Regions from separate parts of the Mus musculus genome. Here region 2 is linked to region 1. A link is a contact called in public promoter capture Hi-C data. All regions are on one chromosome and are shown on one strand. Each heading gives the region's core, a stretch centred on a gene start, on an enhancer-like site or on the middle of the called end of the contact. The rest is flanking DNA. Distances are from core to core; before and after follow the strand shown. Region 1 holds the start of Hectd4 (HECT domain E3 ubiquitin protein ligase 4). Region 2 holds the start of Ccdc62 (coiled-coil domain containing 62).

Region 1 (4,994 bases), core at 1,697-4,196:
CCTCTTCTGGAGTGTCTGAGGACAGCTACAGTGTACTTACATATAACAAACAAACAAACAAATAAATCTTAAAAAAAAAAAAAAGAAGTCCTAAGTCATCCATTGGGGATGTAGCTCAATTGGTAGAGGGCTTTCTTAGAGTTCTCTGATGCATAGATATGCCTGAGGAAAACACACCCACTCCTGTAAAATAAGATCAATAAATTTGTTTTGTTTTCTCCAGACAGAATTTCTGTGTAGCCGGGGCTGTCCTGGAACTTACTCTGTAGACCAGGCTAGCCTAGAATTCACAGGAGACTGGGGTCTCTGTGTAGCCCTGGTTATCTGGAACTCACTCTATAGACTCGGATCCACCTACTTCTGACCCCATGTTGGGATTAAAGGCATCACTACTCCACTTAGATAATTTTTTGGGGGGGGGGGGGTTAAAGACAGGGTTTCTCTGTGTAGTCCTGGCTGTCCTCGAACTCAGAAATCAGTCTGCCTCTGCCTCCCAAGTGTTGAGATTAAAGGTGTGTGCCACCACCGCCCGACTTGAGCAGAGAATTATTTTATTTTATTATTTTATTTTTTTTTTTTTGGTTTTTCGAGACAGGGTTTCTCTGTGTAGCCTTGGCTGTCCTGGAACTCACTTTGTAGACCAGGCTGGCCTCGAACTCAGAAATCTGCCTGCCTCTGCCTCCCGAGTGCTGGGATTAAAGGCGTGCGCCACCACGCCCGGCTGAGAATTTTTTAAAAAAAGATTTATTAATTATTATATGTAAGTACACTGTAGCTGTCTTCAGACACACCAGAAGAGGGCATCAGATCTCATTATAGATGGTTGTGAGCCACCATGTGGTTGCTGGGATTTGAACTTAGGACCTTCAGAAGAGCAGTCAGTGCTCTTAACTGCTGAGCCATCTCTTCAGCCCTCGATCAGAGATTTTTTTTTTATCTTGCTCCAAACTACAGGAATAAAATCCATTTTAAAAATTCCCACCAAATAGACTTATTTCCAGAGGGGGTTCTATAAATATTAATTCTTCAGCTGCCTCATCAAGGTATGCTGCAAATTAATTACCATTGTTCAATTATTAAATAATCATTCATTATTCAGTCTAAAGACATTAAGGCCTGGGCGTGGACTGTTTTCACTGATTGGGGAGGGGGACGAGAGTTTATGGACCTCTTGATTTCTGATCTTAAACTATGAACACAAAATCTTTGAGCCACCAAAGCTGGGCGTTGAGAGTTTGACACCTGAACAGTTTGCTTGTTTAGCGGGTGTGAGTAAAAGGAATGAAGGGGTTCCCCTACAGCCCAAATAAGGGGGCCAGGGGTATAGAGGAATCACTCAGGCCTGGGTTCAAATCTAAGATTTGGTGTTTCCTGGCTTTGTGACACTGAGGAGACAATGAGACTTGAACCTCGCCTTGCCAGCTAATGCTGGGGCTGTGTCTAAGCTGTGACAAAGCTCCTGAGAGGATGGACTTACAGATTAGAGAGGGTTCAGCCTGCTTGGCTGGCTCTATTGCTTTTAGCCCTCTGCTGGGTCAGGACACCATGGTGATAGGAGGGTGTGGAGGAGGAAAACACTCACCTTGTGCTGGCTAGCCCAGATTGGGGTTGGAGAACGGACTGGGGAGTAGACAGGAGCCTTCTGCTTCCATATCTCCCACTAGGACCCAACCATGTTAGCCATTACCTCTCAGTAGCCAAATAAGTTTGGAATGAATCACTCAGTCCATCCCTAGATGAGGTCAGAGCACTGCTGACCCCAACACCACCTCAAGCTCCACCTCCAGACACAGCGAGTTCCAGGACAGCCAGAACTACACAGAGAAACCCTGTCTTGAAAAAACAAAACAATTGGTATAGCATTGGAAATGTAAATGAGCTAAATACCTAATAAAAAATGGAAAAAAAAAAGAAAAAACAAAACAAAACAAAACAAAACAAAAAAAACAGGAGCCAGGAGGAAAGCATTGCTTTTGTTTACTTTTAATTTTTAATTTTTAATTTTTTTTATGTGTTTGACTGTTTCCTTTATGTATGTCTGTGTGCCACATCTGTGTAATGATGGAGACGGAGACCTGAAGAGGATGTGAGGTCCCTTGGGACTGAAACTCAGGTCCCTTGGGACTGAAGTTATAAAAGGTGTGAGCTGCCCTCTGAGTGCTGGGAATTGAACCCCAGCCCTCTGGAAGAGCAACCAGTGTCAACCTGTCAATCATTTCTCCAGCCTAACAGCAATTGTTGATAGATACTTTATTTTCATCAGATGTCAGTTGCTTCTTTGTACTCTTTTTTTCCCCAGTAAATATTAACCATCTGCTGTGAGTTTTACCAAGTTCTCATGACCAAGCCTATTATATACCAGCCTTTAGTATTTTATAAATTTTATGTATTTTTTCAGATACGGAGCCTACATAGGCCTGGGTGGCCTGGAGCATCTTATGTAGCCCAGGTTGGCCTGAAACTTGATATGTAGACCAGGCTACCTGCAACTTGCAATGGTACTCCCACTTCTGTCTTCCAAGTACTGGAACAACTGGCAACCCCCACCAGGTTTGTTTACTTATAGTGCTGTAAATGGAACATAGGACCTCAGGCATTCTAGGCTAACCCTCTAAGACTGAACTATTCAAGATCTTAGAGAAGACATCTGAACCTATCTCATTTAAAAGATAACAGTGTTGACCCTCCATAATCCTTCCAGAATGAGCTCTGGCCTGAGCAACCGGTGCACACCGGAGTAAGGAGGAAAGGGGACCAGGGTGGTCTTCTCCCGGAGCCTTAGACTTCCTCAGATAGCATGGGAAGCAGGGGTGCCCAAGAGGCCATGCCTCTGAGCGCCTTGCAGCTGGGTTATAAAGCCTCGCCGGGCTGTGGGCGGGGCTAGACGGACAGGAGGGAGGAGCCTGTATTGTCCACCCCGCGGGGCATGCCGGGAACCCCGCCCCCAAGATGGCGTCTTACTGACAGTTGGCTGCGGAGCGGCAGAGGCGGATCCTGCTCGTCAGGGCGGCGGCGGCGGCGGCGGCGGCGGGGCCGGGGGTCTCCCGGGCCGGGGTTGGCGTGCGGAGGGGGATGGCGGCGCGGAACGCCTAGGGCGGAGCCGCGCGGGCGAGGCGGGCGCAGCAGGCGCGGCGGGCGCGGCGGTCGGCCATGGGTTGCTGAGGCGGCGGCGGCGGCTCTGCAGCGCCTTCTCTTAGCCATGGGCTCGTCGGCCGCGGCGGCGGCAGCTGCAGCGGCGGCGGCGGCGGCGGCGGACTCGGCGCAGTGGCTCTCGGTGAAGGAGGAGACCATCTTTCTGCACGACGGACTCATCCGGGTCACCGACCTGGCCGAGCTGCCCAGCGAGATCCTCGGCGCCCCGGAGGCCGCCGACACCGACCTGGAGGTGAGTGAGGTTCCCCGGGAGGCCGCCGCAGGTGTGTGGGATCCCGGAGAGCATCTTCGGGCCGCGCGGCCCGGAGACCCGGAGCTACGGCAGCCGCCGCCCGGCTGCTCCCCTTCCCCCCACCACGCAACCGGGAGCCTCTTGGAGGGCGCGCCCAGGTGCCTGTGCTCCGGAGACCTTTTGTATTTTGAACGCTCGCACGGACTCTGCTTCTTTTATCACAGTCCCAGCTCGGTGTTGATTTTGTATGCGTGTGTGTGTGTGTGTGTGTGTGTGTGTGTGTGCACGCGCGCGCGCCTGCCTGTGTGTTGGAGGGAGCCCGGAGTGACAGCTGCCAGGGCTTCCTTCCTCCACCATAAGCAATTCTGCAACCTGTCTGTGCAGTGCCTCGGATTGACTTGACACCCGCGCCTTTGTCAGGCCAGCCGGGGGTGGGGTGGGGTGGGGTGGGGTGGGGTGGGGGTTTGGACAGCGAGAAAGGGGATGCTACACCGCGGCCTGGGAAGGTTCAAGGGCGGGCGTGAGCGAGTATATGTGTGTGTGTGTGTGTGTGTGTGTGTACGCGTGCGCGCGCCTCGGGGGTCTCTCTCTCTCTTTCCCCCTCCCCCCCCCCCCAGTCTAGGAGCGGTGGCAGGTGCAGCAGCCAGTCTCAGCAGTTGTGGTGTCGTCCCCCCCCCCCACCACCCCGCAAAACCCATCCACCCCAAGGAAACCAAATGTGAATATGGTGGATGGGAACTTTCCACCGACTGCGCTCAGTTTTCGCATTTGCCTAGAAGTGGGAATGTTGGACTGTGGTGTTTTCATCCAGGCCAGGTGGCTGTTGACCCCCGCTTCCCCGTGGAGTGTGGTGAAATTCGTATTGTCGCAGGGAGGGGGGGTCCCTGGGGTACACCGCAGACGGGAGGGCCTCCTACACTGGGAATCTTTTGTTTTGCGGTTTTCCATATACTCTGGTATTCAGTACCACCGGCATTTATAGGCATGGGGTAAAATCCCATTGCTGTGCGTTTCTGGAAGCAGCATGGATCTGATCGCGTTCAGCGAGACTTTGGGACATGCTCGAGATGCGAATGCGGTCCGCTGTTGTTTGTGTCTGGCTTTGAGGTTGCTTCAGAATTTCCGACTGTGAACTCTTAATTGGCATATTTTACAGTCTAGCCACGATAATATGGGAGTCGATAGAGAATCCCTAACGTGGAATCATAATACATTTATGTTTTATTTGAGCCTATTCTATAAAAAGCAAGGTGTGTCTGAGTTAACCACCTGAAAACTGCAGGGCTCTGATGGTATGATGGTAGACTCTTTATTTAATGGGCGCTGCTGTGGAAAGTGGAAAGTGGATGGTGCTCTTTGTTCCTTAGAGACTAACCTAAATTTCTTGAACCCAGACCGTTTGATGTATTCGGATTAGAAGAGGGTATTTTTAAAAACCAAGTTATTCAGTTAACATTACTAAAATGTTTACTGTCTCTGTCCTGAGTGACACATACAGCTAAGGAAAGACTATGGCCGAGTAGATTAAGTCTTCTCAAAAAGGAACGGTCGTGAGTGATACACACTGGGACCAGCAGGAATAGAGCTGTTTTGTTTTTAGTCTTTTCCA
Region 2 (4,994 bases), core at 1,248-3,747, 2.7 Mb after region 1:
TTATTCTTCCTGTTGGGAGTGACAGATGCTCAGCAGAGCCAGGAACTCTTACTCTGCCTATTTACCGTGGGGTAAAATTCTAACCAGTTAAAAACAGCTTCTATCTGTTTTCAGTCTATAGTTTGGGAAATAGCAATTAAACTATCATACTGAGAAACTAGTCATTTTAATGAATCGGGTGAACTTAAGTTTTGAAAATCAGGTGTTAACATGTGAAAGTCTTTTATCTTTTAAATGCCTTAAGTGTGGGAATATATGTAGCTGGGCAGAAGTGCTTACCTACCATGCTTGTAGCGTCACAAACACAAGTTGTTAAAGATTCCTTCAAGAATGTAGAGTCCACGAAATCATTATGTGAAAACATCCTTCCTTGAATGAAAGGATGCTTTTTTTGTTTGCTTTAAAGTCTTAGAATAAAATGTGTAATAAAGATGTGAAGTTAAGGGCTACAGAGATGGCTCAGAGGTTAAGAGCACTGACTGCTCTTCCAGAGGACCTGAGTTCAATTTCCAGCAACCACATGGTGGCTCACAACCATCTGTAATGAGATCTGGTGCCCTCTTCTGACATGCAGATATATATGCAGAACACTGTATATAATAAATAAATATTAAAAAAAAATAAGAGTGAAGTTAAAAATGAAATTCTTCGCTAACTGAATTTGGCTAAGTGGGGACATTTGGCAAATCAAGTGCACCAGTCATGGCTATCCAGTGTGTATTCTGGTGGTGGTTTCTTGGTGCTGTAAGAGTCCTGGTATAGGTACTACACCCTCGGTGTTCATGGAAGACAGGTCAGTGTCCACAGACTGTGCCCCCTTTGGGTACGATGCCAACAGAAGCTAGAAGAACCTGTAGGGGCCCCTGAAGCTGGAGTTAAAGGTGGCTGTGAGCTGCCTGCCCATTTGCATGCTGGGAATGGCACTTAGCACTGTTAACCACTGAGACCATCTCTCCAGACCTGAAACAGTTCTTGAAAAATGCATTTTCAACCCTTATCCTTATCATCAGCAGGTGTTACTGCTAGAAAGTAGTCTAAAATTGCCCTTATTGATAATGTGACTTTTTTCCTTTCACTTGAAATTTAACCTTCCCCCTAGTTTTAAAGGTTGATTTTAATTCTAATTGTCATAATCTTGTTTTGTTTTGGGTTTGGGTTGTCTTAGAGCTTGCTCTGTAGACCAGGCTGGCCTTGAACTAGGACCTCTGACTCCGGAGATTTAAGGATTTAAGGTGTGATCAACACCTGGCTAGTTTTTTAATCTTTTTGCTTTTTCATTTGCTACTTTTTAGTTTTTCGAGACAGGGTTTCTCTGTGTAGCCCTTGCTGTCCTGGAACTCACTCTGTAGATACCAGGCTGGCCTTGAACTCAGAAATCCGCCTGCCTCTGCTTTCTGAGTGCCGGGATTAAAGGTGTGCGCCACTCATTTGCTACATTTTTATTAGGTCTGTAGCATGTGGTAAAGAGTTTGCATCCTGATGGTGACAGAGATTCGATCCCTAGCACACATATAATTTTAAGTTCATTTATTTTGGTGTGAGTGTGTGTTGGTGTGCAGAGATAAAACAACTTTGAATTCTCTCCTTCCACTGTGGAATCCTAGGATAATTCTCAGGTGGTCAGGCCTGGGTGGAAATAGCTCTTAGGGTCCAGGGTTATTCTGCTTGCCCCCACCCCCTTCTGACTCCCTAACAACCATAAAACGAAAGGCCGAAATCCTAGAGCCTGGGAAGAGGATGGCTGGATAGCCCTTCTGGCATAAGTGGTGGACCTGCCTCAAAGGTGATGATGGAAGGCCTCTGGAGGGAGACTCTGGAAGTTGCACTGATGCGGGAATGCACAAACATGGAAATAATGAGACCCAGAATTCCCGTAGGTCTCCGTCGTTTCTCCGCGGGATCCAGCAGTATTATGGTAAATGTGGCTGGAGAGATGGCTCAGTGGTTAAGAGCACTCACTGCTCTTCTGAAGGTCCTGAGTTCAATTCCCAGCAACCACGTGGTGGCTCACAACCATCCGTAATGAGATCTGACGCCCTCTTCTGGGGCGTCTGGAGACAGCTACAGTGTACTTACATATAGTAAATATATTATATATATTAATGATATAATTACTAAAATATCTTTTTAAAAAATAATAACATGTCACGGTTCTCATCACTACTAAGAGCAGATCGATGATCGATTGACTGGCAGACCCTCTGTCTCCAATGATCTTGGTTCAGACCAGTGCTGAGAGCCCGGCCCGGTTCTTCAGACTAAACATCCACAGGGAGGGACCCAGGATCACTGGGACCTAGAAACGGCTTTTAATTCACTTCGTCTTTCCCGCTGCGACGCTCTGGGAACCTTAGAGGGGCCGAAGGCTTCCGGCGTGGGAATGAATATAGGTTCACGTTCTTGATCCGCGAGCGAGCACAGGCGCAAGTCTCGCGAGAGCATCACTCCTGCGCAACGTCCGAGTGCGGCCCGCCGGCTGGCCCGGCGGTTTGAGTGCGCATGCGCGCATGCGTAGCTCTGAGGGCGCGCCGTCCTGGGCTGTGGCTTTGCCCCCGCCGCTGCGGCCGTGCGCCTATGGCGTCTCGGAGGTGACCCGCTGCTGGCACCAACTCTCTCTGGGGGCGGGGGAGTCATCCATGAACCCTTCGGCGACCTTATACCGGCGCCAGGTGAGCGCCGCCGCCCCGGGACAGGGCGCCGAGAGGCCGGCCCTAGCTGGGACCCAGCGACGAGGCACGAGCACCGGAGCGCTGCTGTTGAACGTTGGCAGGGACATTGCCCTCCCTCGCTTATTTAACAGTAGCCTAGCGAGTGGACCGACTTCTTCCTTCCCATTGACAGTCTCGAAAGTGAATTTGCCCAAGGATTGCACTTAACGTATCAGTGTAGGGTGACACGAACACTTTTTGTATGATGGGTTTATTACCTGGTTACCTCCACTGAGCCCCGTCCCCCCCTCCCCCCGCTGCCACCCCTAATAGACTGGAATCCAGGTACTGTGACTTGGAATTCCAAGTTCTTTTGTGTGTGTATTTAGGTACTAGTAACTGAAAGTCATTATAAGTCTTTTTCAAAGTACTGTCCGAAATCATATACATGACTGCCCTATGAACTTGTCGTGCCCTCCACGCCCTGGGTAGACCATGCTGGCATCGCTCTGAACTCCCCCTGCCTCCTGAGTTCTGAGAATATCCGTGTGAGCCGTCATATCCCAACGTTAAATATCTTTAACTTGGGGGCTACGCTTAGCTTGGTGGTAGAGTTGTCTTGCACGCATGGGGCGAGTTCAGTCCCCACCTTTCCTACACAAAAACAGAACATAATTCTGTACCGTATGGTTTGGTTTGGTTTTTGGTTTTTCAAGACAGGGTTTCTCTGTATAGCCCTGGCTGTCCTGGAACTCACTCTGTAGACCAGGCTGGCCTCGAACTCAGAAATCCGACACCTGCCTCTGCCTCCCAAGTGCTGGGATTAAAGGCATGTGCCACCACGCCCGGCTGGCATCTGAGTTCTGTGAGTTCAAGGCCAGTTTGCAAAACTGACAGGGCTGCATAGCAAGGCCCTGTCTAACTGTAACTAATAATAATAATGATAGCTAATGCTGAGTGATTACTATACTCCAGGCACTTATGACGACTATAGGTCTGTAATTCCAGCTATTGTGGAGTCTGGAAATTTCAAGGACTCAGAGTGAGCCCCTGGGCAAGGCAATTTAGTGAGACTAAGTCTCAAAAGGTTATTTCCATAAAAGGCTGTGGAGGTTAGAGAGATGGTTTGATGGTTGGTTAAGAGAACCGTTTGCTCTTCCAAAAGACCTAGGTTTGATTCCCAGGGCCCCCCTATTGTTACTCATTAATGTCAGCAGTTCTGATAGCAACTTCCAACCTCCACAGGCACTGAGCCTGCAAGATACACAGATGAACACGCAGTAAAGCACTCATACACAGAAGTAACAATAATTAACAAATGCTGTAGATATTGCTCAGTGATAGGGCATTTGTCTAAGAGTACTGCCGTTACCCTTTTACGGGTAAAGACTGAGAGTGGGAGATGCCAGGTAACCTCATTAAGGTTATATAACCATGATGTGGCCAACTCCAGATTCAGGTTGATAGGACGTGACATACATTGGACTTTAAAACGGTTAGTCACAACCAGATGCTGGTGGTACACGTCTTTAATCCCAGCCCTTGGGAGACAAAGGCAGGCGGATGTCTTGAGTTCAAGGCCAGCCTGGTCAACAGAACAAGTTCTAGAGCAGCCAGGGCTCTACAGAGAAGTTCTTTCAAAAACACAACAACAACATAGTGATAATAATAACCAAGAAAGATTATAGGTAATTTTTGTCTTGTAAGCACCACCATGCCTGGCCTATTGTTTAAATTATGTGTGTGTATGTGTGTGTGGGTGTGTGTGTGTGGGGGGTGTATATGACATGTAATGTAGACGTAGCACATGCGTACATGCAGAAGTCTGAGCACAGCTTTGGGAAGCTGGTAACTTCTTTCCCTCCAACTGTTACCTGGGTTCCGGGCATTGACTCGTATTGCCAGGCTGTAAGGCAAGCACTTTTATATACTGAACCCTCCCACCCTTTCTTAAGATTTATTTTTTTCTTTTATATATGTGTGTGTGTGTTTTGCCTGTACGTTTGTCTGTACCCCATGTGTGTGCCTGGTGCTCAAGGAGGCCAAAAGAGCATCAGATCCCCTGGAACTAGAGTTTTGAGCTGCTATGTGGGGACTAAGAATCAAACCTATGTCCTCTGGATCCCCTTTGCCCTGTTTTTAATTATATATGTTGTGTATGACAAGCAACAATATTAAATTTCCAGGCTGGAGAGATGACTCAGAGGTTAAGAGTGCTGCTCTTCCAGAGGTCCTGAGTTCAATTCCCAGCAACCACATGGTGGCTCAGAACCATCTGTAATGAGATCTAGTGCCCTCTTCTGGCCTGCAGGCATACATGCAAGCAGAACTCTGTATACATAATTA

Evidence for each region. Promoter capture Hi-C pulls out the DNA fragments that hold promoters and counts their contacts.
Region 2: a contact with region 1 is called in a promoter capture Hi-C map of liver, with 4 times the contacts expected there. The contact joins the promoter of Ccdc62 here to the promoter of Hectd4 in region 1. A contact is called at or near these places in 2 of 39 promoter capture datasets (liver and pre-B cells).

What each region holds. Positions count from the first base shown.
Region 1 is chr5:121,217,273-121,222,266 of GRCm38.p6, forward strand. It overlaps Hectd4 (HECT domain E3 ubiquitin protein ligase 4), which reads left to right and starts at 2,947. Exons shown (of 76, transcript NM_181421.4): 1 at 2,947-3,385. The coding sequence starts at 3,200.
Region 2 is chr5:123,928,192-123,933,185 of GRCm38.p6, forward strand. Ccdc62 (coiled-coil domain containing 62) reads left to right here and starts at 2,498. Exons shown (of 13, transcript NM_001134767.1): 1 at 2,498-2,669. The coding sequence starts at 2,508. Denr (density-regulated protein) reads left to right here. Exons shown (of 8, transcript NM_026603.4): 8 at 1-641.